3 separate regions of the Mus musculus genome follow, and all the other regions are linked to region 2. The links are chromatin contacts, called in public Hi-C and HiChIP or PLAC-seq maps. All regions are on one chromosome and are shown on one strand. Each heading gives the region's core, a stretch centred on a gene start, on an enhancer-like site or on the middle of the called end of the contact. The rest is flanking DNA. Distances are from core to core; before and after follow the strand shown. Region 1 overlaps Macrod2 (mono-ADP ribosylhydrolase 2). Region 2 overlaps Macrod2 (mono-ADP ribosylhydrolase 2). Region 3 overlaps Macrod2 (mono-ADP ribosylhydrolase 2).

The links. A called contact is a pair of places that touch in the nucleus more often than the background predicts. HiChIP or PLAC-seq counts read pairs in DNA pulled down with a chosen protein or histone mark.
Region 1: a contact with region 2 is called in a FOXA1 HiChIP or PLAC-seq map of pancreatic cancer cells. The contact joins two enhancer-like sites. A contact is called at or near these places in 2 of 484 Hi-C or Micro-C datasets (liver and pancreatic cancer cells) and 1 of 115 datasets of contacts at active chromatin or transcription factors (pancreatic cancer cells).
Region 3: a Hi-C map of epidermal suprabasal cells shows a contact between it and region 2, with 2.0 times the contacts expected there. The contact joins two enhancer-like sites. A contact is called at or near these places in 1 of 484 Hi-C or Micro-C datasets (epidermal suprabasal cells) and 1 of 115 datasets of contacts at active chromatin or transcription factors (pancreatic cancer cells).

The regions. Positions count from the first base shown.
Region 1 is chr2:141,286,795-141,290,880 of GRCm38.p6, forward strand. All of the region lies in intron 5 of Macrod2 (mono-ADP ribosylhydrolase 2), which reads left to right. Among named protein-coding and RNA genes, the nearest start is that of Gm25583, 350 kb to the right of the region's middle. Within about 2 kb of position 1,772, at least 42 of the 459 cell types and tissues checked have an H3K27ac peak or open chromatin away from gene starts, as enhancers often do. A contact at or near this core is called in pancreatic cancer cells, where this site is marked.
Region 2 is chr2:140,788,680-140,792,830 of GRCm38.p6, forward strand. The region is part of intron 3 of Macrod2 (mono-ADP ribosylhydrolase 2); the gene reads left to right. Among named protein-coding and RNA genes, the nearest start is that of Flrt3, 120 kb to the left of the region's middle. Within about 2 kb of position 1,887, at least 81 of the 459 cell types and tissues checked have an H3K27ac peak or open chromatin away from gene starts, as enhancers often do. A contact at or near this core is called in epidermal suprabasal cells and pancreatic cancer cells, where this site is marked.
Region 3 is chr2:141,264,357-141,268,440 of GRCm38.p6, forward strand. All of the region lies in intron 5 of Macrod2 (mono-ADP ribosylhydrolase 2), which reads left to right. Among named protein-coding and RNA genes, the nearest start is that of Gm25583, 370 kb to the right of the region's middle. Within about 2 kb of position 2,420, at least 20 of the 459 cell types and tissues checked have an H3K27ac peak or open chromatin away from gene starts, as enhancers often do. A contact at or near this core is called in epidermal suprabasal cells and pancreatic cancer cells, where this site is marked.

The sequences.
Region 1 (4,086 bases), core at 522-3,021, 500 kb after region 2:
CTCTGTCTCTGTCTCTGTCTCTGTCTCTGTCTTTCTCTCTCTGTCTCTCTGTCTCCCTCTCTGTCTCTCTGTCTCTCTCTTTGCCTCTCTCTCTCTCTCTCTCTCTCTCTCTCTCTCTCTCTTGTTCTATTTCTTCCTGCAGTAGCTTCACTCTTGGAAACATTAAATCACTGCTGCTCCCCACCTTTGACTTTCTCAAATGTGATTTGGATTGCTGGGATACTCGTTCTTCTCCTGTAGCCTGGGGAACTTCAGGTGTTCATTCTATATTTTTAGCATCAGCTCCAAATTCCGTCCTTTGGAGAAGCTGTACTGTAATCTCAATCACATACTCACAGACGTTTATGCATGCATATACAAATTTGGGCTTTTGCCAAACAAAAATCCTTCAATACAGATAACGAGAATGGTCCAGTTTGGTGGCAGCAATGACTTTCTGATCAGGGAGACAGGTCTTAAAATGTAGAGAACAGGGTATCTGACATATGTAGTGAATGACTTCTAATAACTTAGTGACTAGTATGTTGTTATCACCTTCTGGGAAGATGATTTCCACTTAGCTTTACAGCTGATTAGACAGTTAATTGTCATTTCCTTAGGGTTATAGCAATGGAGGCTGAGAATGGGGAAGGTACAATGGGCCTTTTAGGTTTGAAGTGTTGGAGCAGGGAATTCACCATTGACAGTGCAGAGAAGAGGGCTTGACGAGGTTGTTTTAATTTAATAATTATTATTTTGGTGTGAGAGTAATTTCTGCTTCAACATTTTGTAGGGTTGTCCACAATATTTAGATTCCATTTCTTTTTGACTTCTGGGCAAAGCCAAGAAAATTCTGAATTATCTAAATTTTCTTAATTTTTCCCTGGGGCTGCTCCTTTTTCATTGTCACTTGCTCTCTCGCTTTCTCATTCTCTCTGACTTTGTCTGTCTCTGTTTCTCTCTGTGTATATCTCTGTCTTTCTGTCTCTCTGTGTGTGTTTGTATGTGTACATATGGGCACACACATGCACTCATGTGTGATGACTTATAACCAGCTGCTACTTTGGTTTAATGAGTAAAAGAGCAGTTGACATTGCATCCAGATTAAAGAGTCTGCTAGATGGGCAAGGGCGGGCAAGTTGTCAAGTAACATGTAATAAATAATAGTAAGTACCTAGCCTGGATCTGATATATATTAAGAAAATTGAACACTATAGAGACGTTGAAGGGCATTGTGGGCTTAAAAATAGCTGCAATCTGAGAATAATAAGTGAAGGGAAAGCTAATAAATGAAGAAAAAGCTTCCTGGAAATACAAGATTTGGGGGAATTATTTTTGGTGGCAGAGCTGAAGCCATCTACTCTGAGGAGAATAAACAGAGCAGAAGAAAACCTGTTTTGTGTTTGTCCCCACCACTTCTTGTTTCCTTCTCCCTTTCTGGTTTAATCAGATTGTATCTGTATCAAAACGGCATAAGAATGAAACATCAGATGACAATTTGTGCTTATTAGCTCCTTCCATTGACTCTGAGAGCTAGCATATAACTTTCAAATGAGACAGCATTATGCCCTAATGTACCGTACTTGGCCATTTTGATGTACATTTAGTAAAATTACTTGAATTGACACATTCTTATAAAGGTAGCAATGAATCAAAGGTATTTCCGTTCTTGGAGGGGTTTCCTTGGAAGTCACAGCACTGCCATTTCAAACTCCACAAGCAGTGTTGGCTAACACAAGATCCTTCACTCAATCACACTGTACATTGAGTCTCTCCGATTTGGCCAACTTAGTCACATTGTCACCTCTGCGTGCCAAAGCAAACACCAGTCCTGAACTTTGCCTCCAGCTACATTCTTCACCAGGAAACCTTTTTGAATTTCCTGTAGATGTTTTCACTACTGCTTCGTGGAGGAAGGAAGCTCACTTTGACTAATAACTATTATTTTTAGTAAAGCGATCATGTGTCTCCGGTGTCCGTCCACCAGCCCTTTTGGATTCCAGCTGGAGGTTGTATAGAGGAAGCTGTGCATCCACTTGACAAGGCTTTTGGGTCCCATCCACGGAGAACTGCATCCCAGGGCTGCTTATAAAGGCTCACCTTCCAAAGGAAACTTGTCAGGGCTAAGCTGTTGGCAAGATGGATTAACAAGTGCTTACAGCTGATGGAGTAGCTTTCGGTGACTTAATGAGTGTAGTTTTAAATCTTAGCTGTCCCCTGGTTTTTTGTTTGTTTGTTTTGTTTTTTGTTTTTTTGTTTTTTGTTTTTGTTTTTTTTTTTAAGAGGGATAAATGGTTATGGTTCTTTCTAACCTAAGAAATGCCAGGACTAAGCATCCAGAGACTGTAGTAAGGTATTTAGGAGTGGTCATATGCTGTGGCCTCTGATTGTAGTCTGACATTTGATAACCTTTGGATTTTATCTTGAGGAAGTTGTCCTCATAGGAGACAGACTTCATAATTGGCATAGGAACAGCTGTTAAGGTATTCTTGGGCCACTGAACACATGGCACCTGGCCCAGTCTGAATAGCTGGGCTCTTCTTGTTGCTTGTTTAAAGAAAGGTTAAGCAGAAAGCTTTGGTCTTAATTTCAGGCAGAGATGAGGAAATTTCTGCAATACTATCTTCAAATGAGTTTCTTCCCCCCTTAGGCATCTCTTTAGGACCTTCATTAAAGTTAATGAATAATCTAGTCTAGGCCAGAGCCCAGAGCAGGGCAGCTCACCTGAGTTTCCCTATGGTTATCCACCTTTATGGGGTGTGACCTTTAGTTCCTGCAGCTCCATTGTTAGGCAGACCCTTAATTATAGTCTTTATCTCTCCCAGCATTCAACTAAGACAGCTCAGATGCCTCCTACATTCCATGACTCTAAGGTCACTACAGCAGAAGAGGCGAAAGTAAATAAATAAAAGAGGAAGGTTCCCACTTGATTATACACGTTGGGTTTATGGTATGATGGCTCTGAGAACTGGTCAGGAATGGGAAGCTCTCATTTTAAAAAAATCCAAATCTCAGGACATGAACTGAAAGCCTCAAAATTAGTTCAGGCTGGCATCATGTGAGGGATAAAAGATGCATGAAGCCCACCCTAGCAAGGCCACTGCTGACAGACTGCTCAGCACCAGTTCTTACCTTAAAACTTCAGCATTTTGGCATTCCCTGGGAACCAAATCCTTGTTCAAAGATAAAATTGTGGGATCTCTTTATCTATGAAGGACTTGACACAAAAGTCTTGGTTAGGCTCCTGTGGACTTTTTCCATATGGCTATGCAAGGGATATGTGCCTAATCAAGTCCTTAAGAGGCTTGTACAGAAACAGTGATAACCTGAATTTCATGGTTAAATATTTTGCTCTCCTGAAATGATTTCCTCTGGGTTTGGAAGTGCCTTATAGCCTATTTGAAAGCCATAAAAAAAAGTTAATGCCATTTTTTTTTTTTTTTTTTTTTTAGTTTCACCTCATTTTAATCCCTAGCAGCATTTTTAGTTGTCTAAAGCAAAGTACTATTGAGCCACAAGTCTAACAAATGAGCCATGGCAATTTGTTTAATCTCTTCCCTCAGCTTTCTTATTTGGAGAGAGGAGTGATGTGAGCTGATTCTTAGGGCTTCTCTGAGGATTAAAAGAGTCCAATAGTCCTTGGTGACTTGTGAACATTCAAAGCATGCTGTTATTATCGTTATCAATATAATTTTTAACTTGGCTTGTATTTTTTTCCCATTGGACTTTTTCCCCCACCAGATTGTTCTGGAAAAAAAAAATCAGATAGTTTTTAAATTATACAATGCATTCTTTTTTTCTTATCTTAGAGGTTTTAATGAGTAAGTTGCAAGGTCTGAAGTATTTTCAAAACTGATTTGAACAAAGATAATACTGTTGACCGTACTTCTAGCATTCTAATGTCTGTTTGTGAAGGGGAGAATAATGGGGCCATGCTGTAAAAATACCCAAGGTGAATATATTTTCTTGATAAATTATTTTGGTTTTTATATTTTTGTTCTAAGATAAGTCAAAGGAATTTATTGAGATTATTTAAGGAAAATAGTTTGGTTAAACTGGATGGCATTAAATTCATGTACTATTCTTTCACTTTAAAATTAATTTTAT
Region 2 (4,151 bases), core at 637-3,136:
TAATGCAGGTTACAATAAAACTTTATCAGTTTTGCCATGTGTCTATGTATATTTACAAAACCACATGTACATAAACACCCTAAATATGGGATACATTGTGGGAAATACACCATTAGGTATTCTCTTTCTTGTGAAAAGATCATAGATGGTACTTCTAGCCCACTATACACGTGGGTTATATAGTATATACTGGTGCTCTAAGGATACAAACATGTATAGCAAGATGGTATGTGATTATTACATGTGATTGTAACACAGCACTAACTATAACGTGTAAGTGTATCTAAACATAGACAGTAGAGTGGGCAATTTCTAGCACCATTATAATCTTACTGGACTATGGTCCTGGAACAGGCTGACATAGAATGAAAGCATCATAATGTGATTTTTGGAAAGAATTTTCACATACTATCACCTCAACATCACTGTTCAGACCACTGCATCTTTCTCCTGGGCTTCTGAGACAATCTTCTCTCTCACTTTACTAGGCATTTGCCTACTTATACTTTGTAGCAATGTGAACTTGAGGAAATGTATGCTAGCTCAAGTCATTTCCCTGCTTCAACCATCCCTCAGTTTAGAAACATCCTTTAGGGGCCTGGGTAAACTGACCACTCTTGACTTTCTCAATCTCATCTTCCCACTTCCCTTTCTTTCTTTTCTTTTTTTTTCACTGTAAACTATTTTTTATTAGATATTTTCTTCATTTACATTTCAAATGCTATCCCCAAAGCCCCCTATACACTCCCCCCCTGCCTTACTCCCCAACCCACCCACTCCTGCTTCCTGGCCCTGGCATTTCCCTCAATTGGGACATATGATCTTCGCAATACCAAGGGCCTCTCCTCCCATTGATGGCCAACTAGGCCATCCTCTGCTACATATGCAACTAGAGACACAGCTCTGGGGGGTACTGGTTAGTTCATATCATTGATCCTCCTATAGGGTTGCAGACTCCTTTAGTTCCTTGGGTACTTTCTCTAGCTCCTTCATTAGGGGCCCTGTGATCCATCCAATAGATGACTGTGGGCATCCACTTCTGTATTTGCAGGACCCTGACATAGCCCACTTACCTTTCTTATCCCAGCTACACCTGTTTCCTCTCTGACTACCAGAGTTTGATGTAAGCTAGAAGAGAGATTTCATGATTGTTTAACATATATTCAGCCTCAAGAGAAGTGTCTGCCTAAAGTGAGCACTCATTAAATATTTATTGAATAGATGGTGAGGCAATTTCTGAACACACTTTCCTGTGAGCATTTTCAGATGGTGTTGTACAAAGCACTGATGTGTATAGGTCTTTATAGTGAGGCTGAAGTAATGATGATAGTTTCCATTATAAGGCTGTTGACTTTCTCTCTCCAGATTGTTCACATGTTTCCCTGAGTCCTTCAGAACTCGATGCCCCTTATGTGTCATGTGATGCAATGTAGCTCTTTTTCCTCTGGCCTAGATTAGTTTTATCTGTGGCTTAGGGATAAAAGGCAGGGGAGACCCTAAATTTTCTCCCCCCCCCCTTTTTTAACTGTATGTTTCATTTCAGCTAAACATCATCATAAGGAAAATTCTAGAACCAGAATTATATTTCATGTAAGCTGCCAGTAGTTGCTCTAAAGGTTGGTATTCATAAATCAATTAATTTACCAGAATTTAAATTCCTCCAAATCACAGGAAGTCAGAATGGAAGTCCTTGCCCCTGGAGTTGTAAATGACTCCCTACTTTGCAAGCTCACTGTTCCATATATTTCCAGGGGAGATGGAAAAGAATATAGAGGGCTGACGATTTATGTACTTTATGAGATACCTGTGATCACCGGCTCACTCATAAGCCACGGCCTGGAATGCAGTCATACCCACTTCTGACGTGGCCCCAGGGAGTGAGTCATCTGAGTGGCCAGGAAGAAGCAGCCACTCCCTTGCTGATGACTAACCCTGAGGTCTTGTCACACTCTGTATTGCCGTCCTTTCTGTCTTTCACTCTTCATACATGGACTTCTGATTTGTTGATTCCCTTCTTTTCTAGTAGTTAATGGAATCACACAGTACTAAAGGTTTCTGCAATTCACTGTATCCTTAGTTTTAATAAACTTGTAAGGTAGGACTGCTATCACAATTTACTCTGTGTACTTAATTTATGCTAAAAGAAAAATACTTCATAGGTTAGGAAATTAAGATACAGAAAAGCTAAGAAAGCTAATGTTTAGTATTGAAACCAATATTTGAGCCAGATTCCCAGAAATTCAGAGTATGGGTTCTTAATTAGACAGGCACTGCCTCTCATCTTTTGAAGAAGTCGAACATATTTCTGCTATCACAGTGCTTCTCAAGGGCTCTGATGAATCTGAAGGAATGGAAGTGTTTGGACCCTATTTTAAATTTAGATGGCCTCAGTTAATTTGCTAATTTGATCCCAACATTATTTCACCAAATTAAAAAAATCTTTATTTATTATATTAATTTTCTAGGTTCACACAAATGTGCATGTTTATATACATACATACATATATATATATTTATATATGACACGCACATATACATAATGTGTGCATCATTATACTTTATCTACATTCATTCCCCGCCTGTTTTCCTCCATGCCCCTCCTCTTTTTTGTTTCCTTAGTTAATCCCGTTCTCTGCTTGCTTATCACATGTTTTTAATTGCCTTATTTTCTACTTCTCTCATGATATCTTCTTATTTCTGTGACTCACATACTCATATAAGTACATATAAATACATCATTTAAAATCTAAGAAGTATTCATCTTTCTGAATTTATCTTATTTTGGTTAGCATGATGACTTCCAGTTGCATCCATTTTTCTGAAAATGTGATTTCATTTTTCTTTACAGCTTAATAAAATGACTTTCTGTTTACATACCATCTTCTCTGTATCTACTCAGCCACTGCTAGACACTTTGTCTAGTTCTAGTTCCTGCCTGTTCTGAGGAGTGGAGAATTAGCATGGATTTACAGCTATCTCTGTGCTATGTTGATTTAAGTATTTTGTGATTTAGCCTCAGGGGTGGTATACCTGGATCATATGTCATTTATGGTTTCAATTTTTGAGAAGTCTCCATACCGATTTCCACAGTGACTGAACAAGTGTACAGTCATATCAACAGTAAATAAGGGTTTCCCTTACCCTCCATCTTCACCAGGATTTATCGTCATATGTGTTTTGATGGTAGCCATTTGGCAGGGGTGAGATATAATTTCAAAACCTTTTTGATGTTTTCATACATATATTATTACTGTGATTATACTCACCTTCTATTAACTTCTCTTGTCCTCTTTTCAACTGAATCCCTCCTTCTCCTAATTCGGTCTCTAATGGCTACATTGTTGAAAACCATGATCCTATAGCAACCATTAGCAGTCAGGAAAGGACAAGGCCCCATGAATACTTGTTCTGTGCACAATGGAACATTAAATGGTCCAATTTAGTGCAAGTATTCATTGTAATTGCCTGTCATCCCTAGATGGCAGCATTTTGGCAAACCCCCAACTCCCCCCCCCCCCATCACCATGTCCTACATTTTTTGACTCCCTCTTCATGATGTTTCCCAGCCCTTGAGGAGAAGGATGGTAGAGATGTCCTATTCAGAGCTGAGCACAGGACAGTCACTGAGTCTCATCACATTGACCAGGTATGAGTTTCTGCTTTAAATGCCATCCTCTTCCAAAGGGAGATTTTTTTGCTTGGGCTGAGAGTTATACTACTCCATGAATATAAGCATAAATATTTAAAATGTCATTTGAAATCATGCCTAATTAACGAAACAAGAGTCCACCTCTTTAATCCATAGCCTCACCAGTCATAGGCTTTTGAATAAGATTTATAGTACCAAATGTGTATTCCCAATCATATAAAAATGCCCACAACCCAATGGCAAAGCAGTCGATTAACCACAATACAGTTGACAATATTGCACAGGTGAACATATCTTGTCGGACAAGTTGACATTGTAACAAACATAGTCCACAGCTAGGTGAGGCCACTGATAAATTTTCTTCCCCACAGCATGAATGAAACTTTTGGAACTAACACATTTATCACTGAGGTAAGAAGCTTCCAGCTCCATTCCACCTTGATTTCTGGGACGCCTAAAATCCCGAGAAATGATTCGTTCTTAAGATAGTGCCCTGCTGTTG
Region 3 (4,084 bases), core at 1,170-3,669, 480 kb after region 2:
ATGTAAGTTTGGAATTCAATATATATATATATATATATATATATATATATATATATATATATTGCTTATATATATATCACCAGTTTCCCTAAGTGCTTAGCTTTGTTTTTGATAGCTTCTGAAACACTGGTTTTCCTACCCATTTGTTGAAATTGGAAATGCCTTTGTGTTTGTATAATACTGAGAGGAGATGAAAAGAAAACACACATTTCATCAAATTATTTCCTGGCCTGTTCTTGAATTATAATATTGAATAGTAAGTAGGACAGGTAAGACAGTGTGGAGAAAGAACCCCCTAACCTGCCAAGGCCCAGTTGCAGGTGGTGACAGCACCTCTGAGCGGCTGAGGCTGCTGGGCATTGCTCTAAGGAAGCTGGAGACTCGGTCTATAATCAGCAGGGAGAGGCACAGCTGCTGGGAGTCATATGCACCATAGGCCCAGAAGCAGCAGAGGTTGTAAGACTGCCAGGGCTTACCCATCCCTCTACTGGAGGACATTGCCAACACCAATCAAGAGTTTTAATTGATTCTGCCTTTGAGTTTTCTCTGATCATATTTTCACACGCACTCTTACCTACAGCTCATGTTCCGTTTAAACTGAACTGTATGAAGTAGTGTTGGCACTAACTGGATCTCTTTAGATTCTATTTTAGAAGCTGGAGTTGCACACAGTCATTGATTTTCACAGATTACTAGTACACATGTATATTAGGCATTATGTATCCACTCTGCCAGCACACAGATGCTATAAAGGCTCATATGATTTAAATGTGTTTGCATATGCATGATATTAAAAATGGAGGAAGATTGCTTACAAATAAGAGAAAATGGTCGGCTTTTAATTGTAAGGGTTCTTGGCATGGCTCAGTTAGGCATCTTCTAGAGAAATCTAGATTTTTAAACACACAAATAAAAGGAAGGGATGCAGAACCCCATCCCCCACATCCTTTTTAGAAGTTCATCTGCATGTCCTGTTTGCTTCAGACATGGGTAAGAGAACAAAGAACCCAGCCAGCACAGCCTGCTTTAGTATAAACAGGTAAACCAAGGCTTGCATTTCCTAAACAAGTCCCGGCAAGTCAGTCTTGTCCAAGCCAGGATTATCTTTATTTGGCTCTGTACCCTCCCTTAGAGACACTTAAAACCCACTAATTACTTACTTTCTACTCTTTCATGATCTCTATGCCCAGACCCTATACCCTCAGCAGCAAGCAACCTATCTAACCACTCTGAAAAAAATCTCATATATTTGTCCTATTAGGCTTTTTTCTCCCTGGTCTGCCTAAACAAAGCTGCCTTGGGACTTGGGCATATTTTTGAATCACCGAGATGTTTGTTACCTGCCCTCAGTTGGCAGATTAGGTAGGCTTGGGTCCAACCTGTGGATTGGCATGTCTAGCTAATGTTCCCGTGGCTGATGTGTAGGCCACACTTCAGACCCACTGAAAAATGTTGTCCTTCTTCATTTCAAACTATTCCTCTGGAGGTAAAGTAATGTAGATGTTGAGCTAGTTATCACCAAGGGATCTTTGTTTATTTAAATAGTTGCTTCCAACATGAACAGGTATCCAAGGGTAAAAGTGGGTCAGAGTCTGGGCAGCAATTCTCATGCCCCTCCCTGTTTCACCATGCCTACCAGGTCCTCCTTCCTACCCAGCTTTCCCTCCCACCATTTGCATTTTACCCTTTCTTACACTCTCCAAATATCAGCAAATCAACAAACATTACCAAACTCACAGAGTCAAGAATACAAGGGGAAATTTTTCTTAAATGGTCATGACAGAGAGACAGATAATCATAGAAGCACTAAGAAGTGTACCCCCAGAGTTACGAAGTATGTGGCCCTGTAAAACAGTACCATTTGGCAACACATAGTAGCAAGAACCCTCTTCTTCAAAAATTATAAATTTCTTTGTGAATATGTGTATCAATATGTGTTAGTTCATGTGTGTGTATGTTTGTGTGTATATGTGTGGTTATACTGTGGTGGTAGTAATGTGTGTGTGTGTGCCTGCATTTGTGTGTGTGCCTTCATATGTGTGTGTGTATGTGTGTGTATGTGAGTGTGTCTGAGTCTGTATGTCTATGTCTTATGTCAGACATGTAGAGCTCAGAGGACAACTCTTGGAAGTCGGTTCTCTCCTGCCACCCTGTGTAATCTGGAGAAAAAACTCGGCGTTAGAGTCTTCTTTCTAATCTTTCCTGGTTTGGATCAGCAGGATGGATGACCTCCTGGTGAGAATCTATAATTCATCTAGAGTCTCCAACTCCCTGTCTGGCCTCTAAAATGCCAGTCATGGAGGAGAATCTGTTTGCAATCTCTGATTCACCAAAAGTATTAGCCTTAGGCCTTGCTTGACTAGTCTAGACACTGTGGCAGCTCCACCTTCAGAGGGGAGGACTCAGGAAATACTGTCTCATTTGGTTACTCATGAGAAGCCCTTCCTGTTCCCACCCAAGGGAGTGTCTCTAGTCAGAATTTTCTTCCCAAGACAGAGCAAGTTAATCCCAGAAGAGAGCAAAAGACAATGAATGGTCCTCTGCACTTACTCCATTCTCCCAAGTGAAGCTCAGTCAGCTAGCTCAATTTGCACATGAGTCTATTCCTCAGTAGCCCTCAGGGTCTCTTCCCACCCTTTTCTGGGAAGCACCTTCTCCCCTCCTGGCTCCACCCTTCACTATTCAACACCTATTGGGATGACCATTATGGATTCTATCCCTCCTCTGAATGGTTGGTGATATCACTGGGAGAAAAAGTGGCAAAGAATTATTCCTTAGATGAAGGTTTCCACTCCATCTTTCTCACAGGCTTTTGAGGGAGAGGGGTTTGTGCTTTGTGGCCCACTTTGGAACATAATGATAGTGTTTTCTGCTAAATCCGCTTGCCTGGTCAGCTTTGGTAGTGTGCCTGTGCGCTGAATGATAATGGTAAAGAGGATTTTCTTTATTTTCTAATATGGAGAATTAATGTGTGGCAATTCATCTACCGCACTCTGTGCCTTTTTCAACAAGACTTTTATTAGAAAAGTAAATTCTTAGCCTCACTCCCACCACGACACTTAAAAAGTCCTCTCATTATCCCTGCTTTGCTAAAGAATTCAGGGGGAGAACGGGCTTCTGCTCCCTCATTATTTCTAGGAGTAGGTTTTGACATAGGATAGAGAAAAACATCTTAGAGATGAGACTTCCTATCCCTTAAAGGCTGGCCTCTTTCTATGTCACCAACTGCACATTATTTTAGCAACTTCTCTTCAATTAACACAGATTTCCTGAAGGGTATAGACTGAGGTGTTGGGGGAACAGCTAATAAAATGTATGTCTCTATCCTCCCCCTTCTCCCCCTTAAGTCCTTTTCCCAGAGAGTGGTTTAGAGAGGCACTTGTCTTGCTAAAAACTGCTGAGTTTTATTTTACACTAATCACACCTGGCATCTTTATGTGCTAAGGATAAATTAAGCACGTTGTGAACACAGGGTGGAGATAGCTTTCTCCATTTATGCTGTATTTTAGTCTATATTCATTATGTATAGAAACATACCCACATTTGTGATTTGTTCTTATATTCTCATTCTCTCTCTCTCTCTCTCTCTCTCTCTCTCTCTCTCTCTCTCTCACACACACACACACACATAGACACAGCATATATGCATCCTTACAAAACATATTAGAATCTTTGGCATTTTGTTGACATTAGGCAAAGGCATCAGTTTGATACTTTCCAATGAGCTAATGTAGTCATTTAAATATTCCTAAAATTACTCAATCCAAAATTTGATGTTGCAGACTAAAGACACCAGGATCTAGAATGACTTGCTTGAGGGGTTATAGACACTGTCTCAATCCTACAAATTTGGTAATAATCAAAGTTATAACTCTGAAGCGTCTGAGATGACTAAACAGCTAAGGGCTCTTGAACCAACTTTTGATTGCCAACACCCACATAGCACCTCACAATTTCCTGTAACTCCAGTTCCTGGGGATTCAATATCCTCTTCTGGCCTCTGTGGGCATCAGGCATGTGATACACATGCATCCACATAGGCAAACACTCATACACATAAGATTAAAATTAAACAAACAAATAA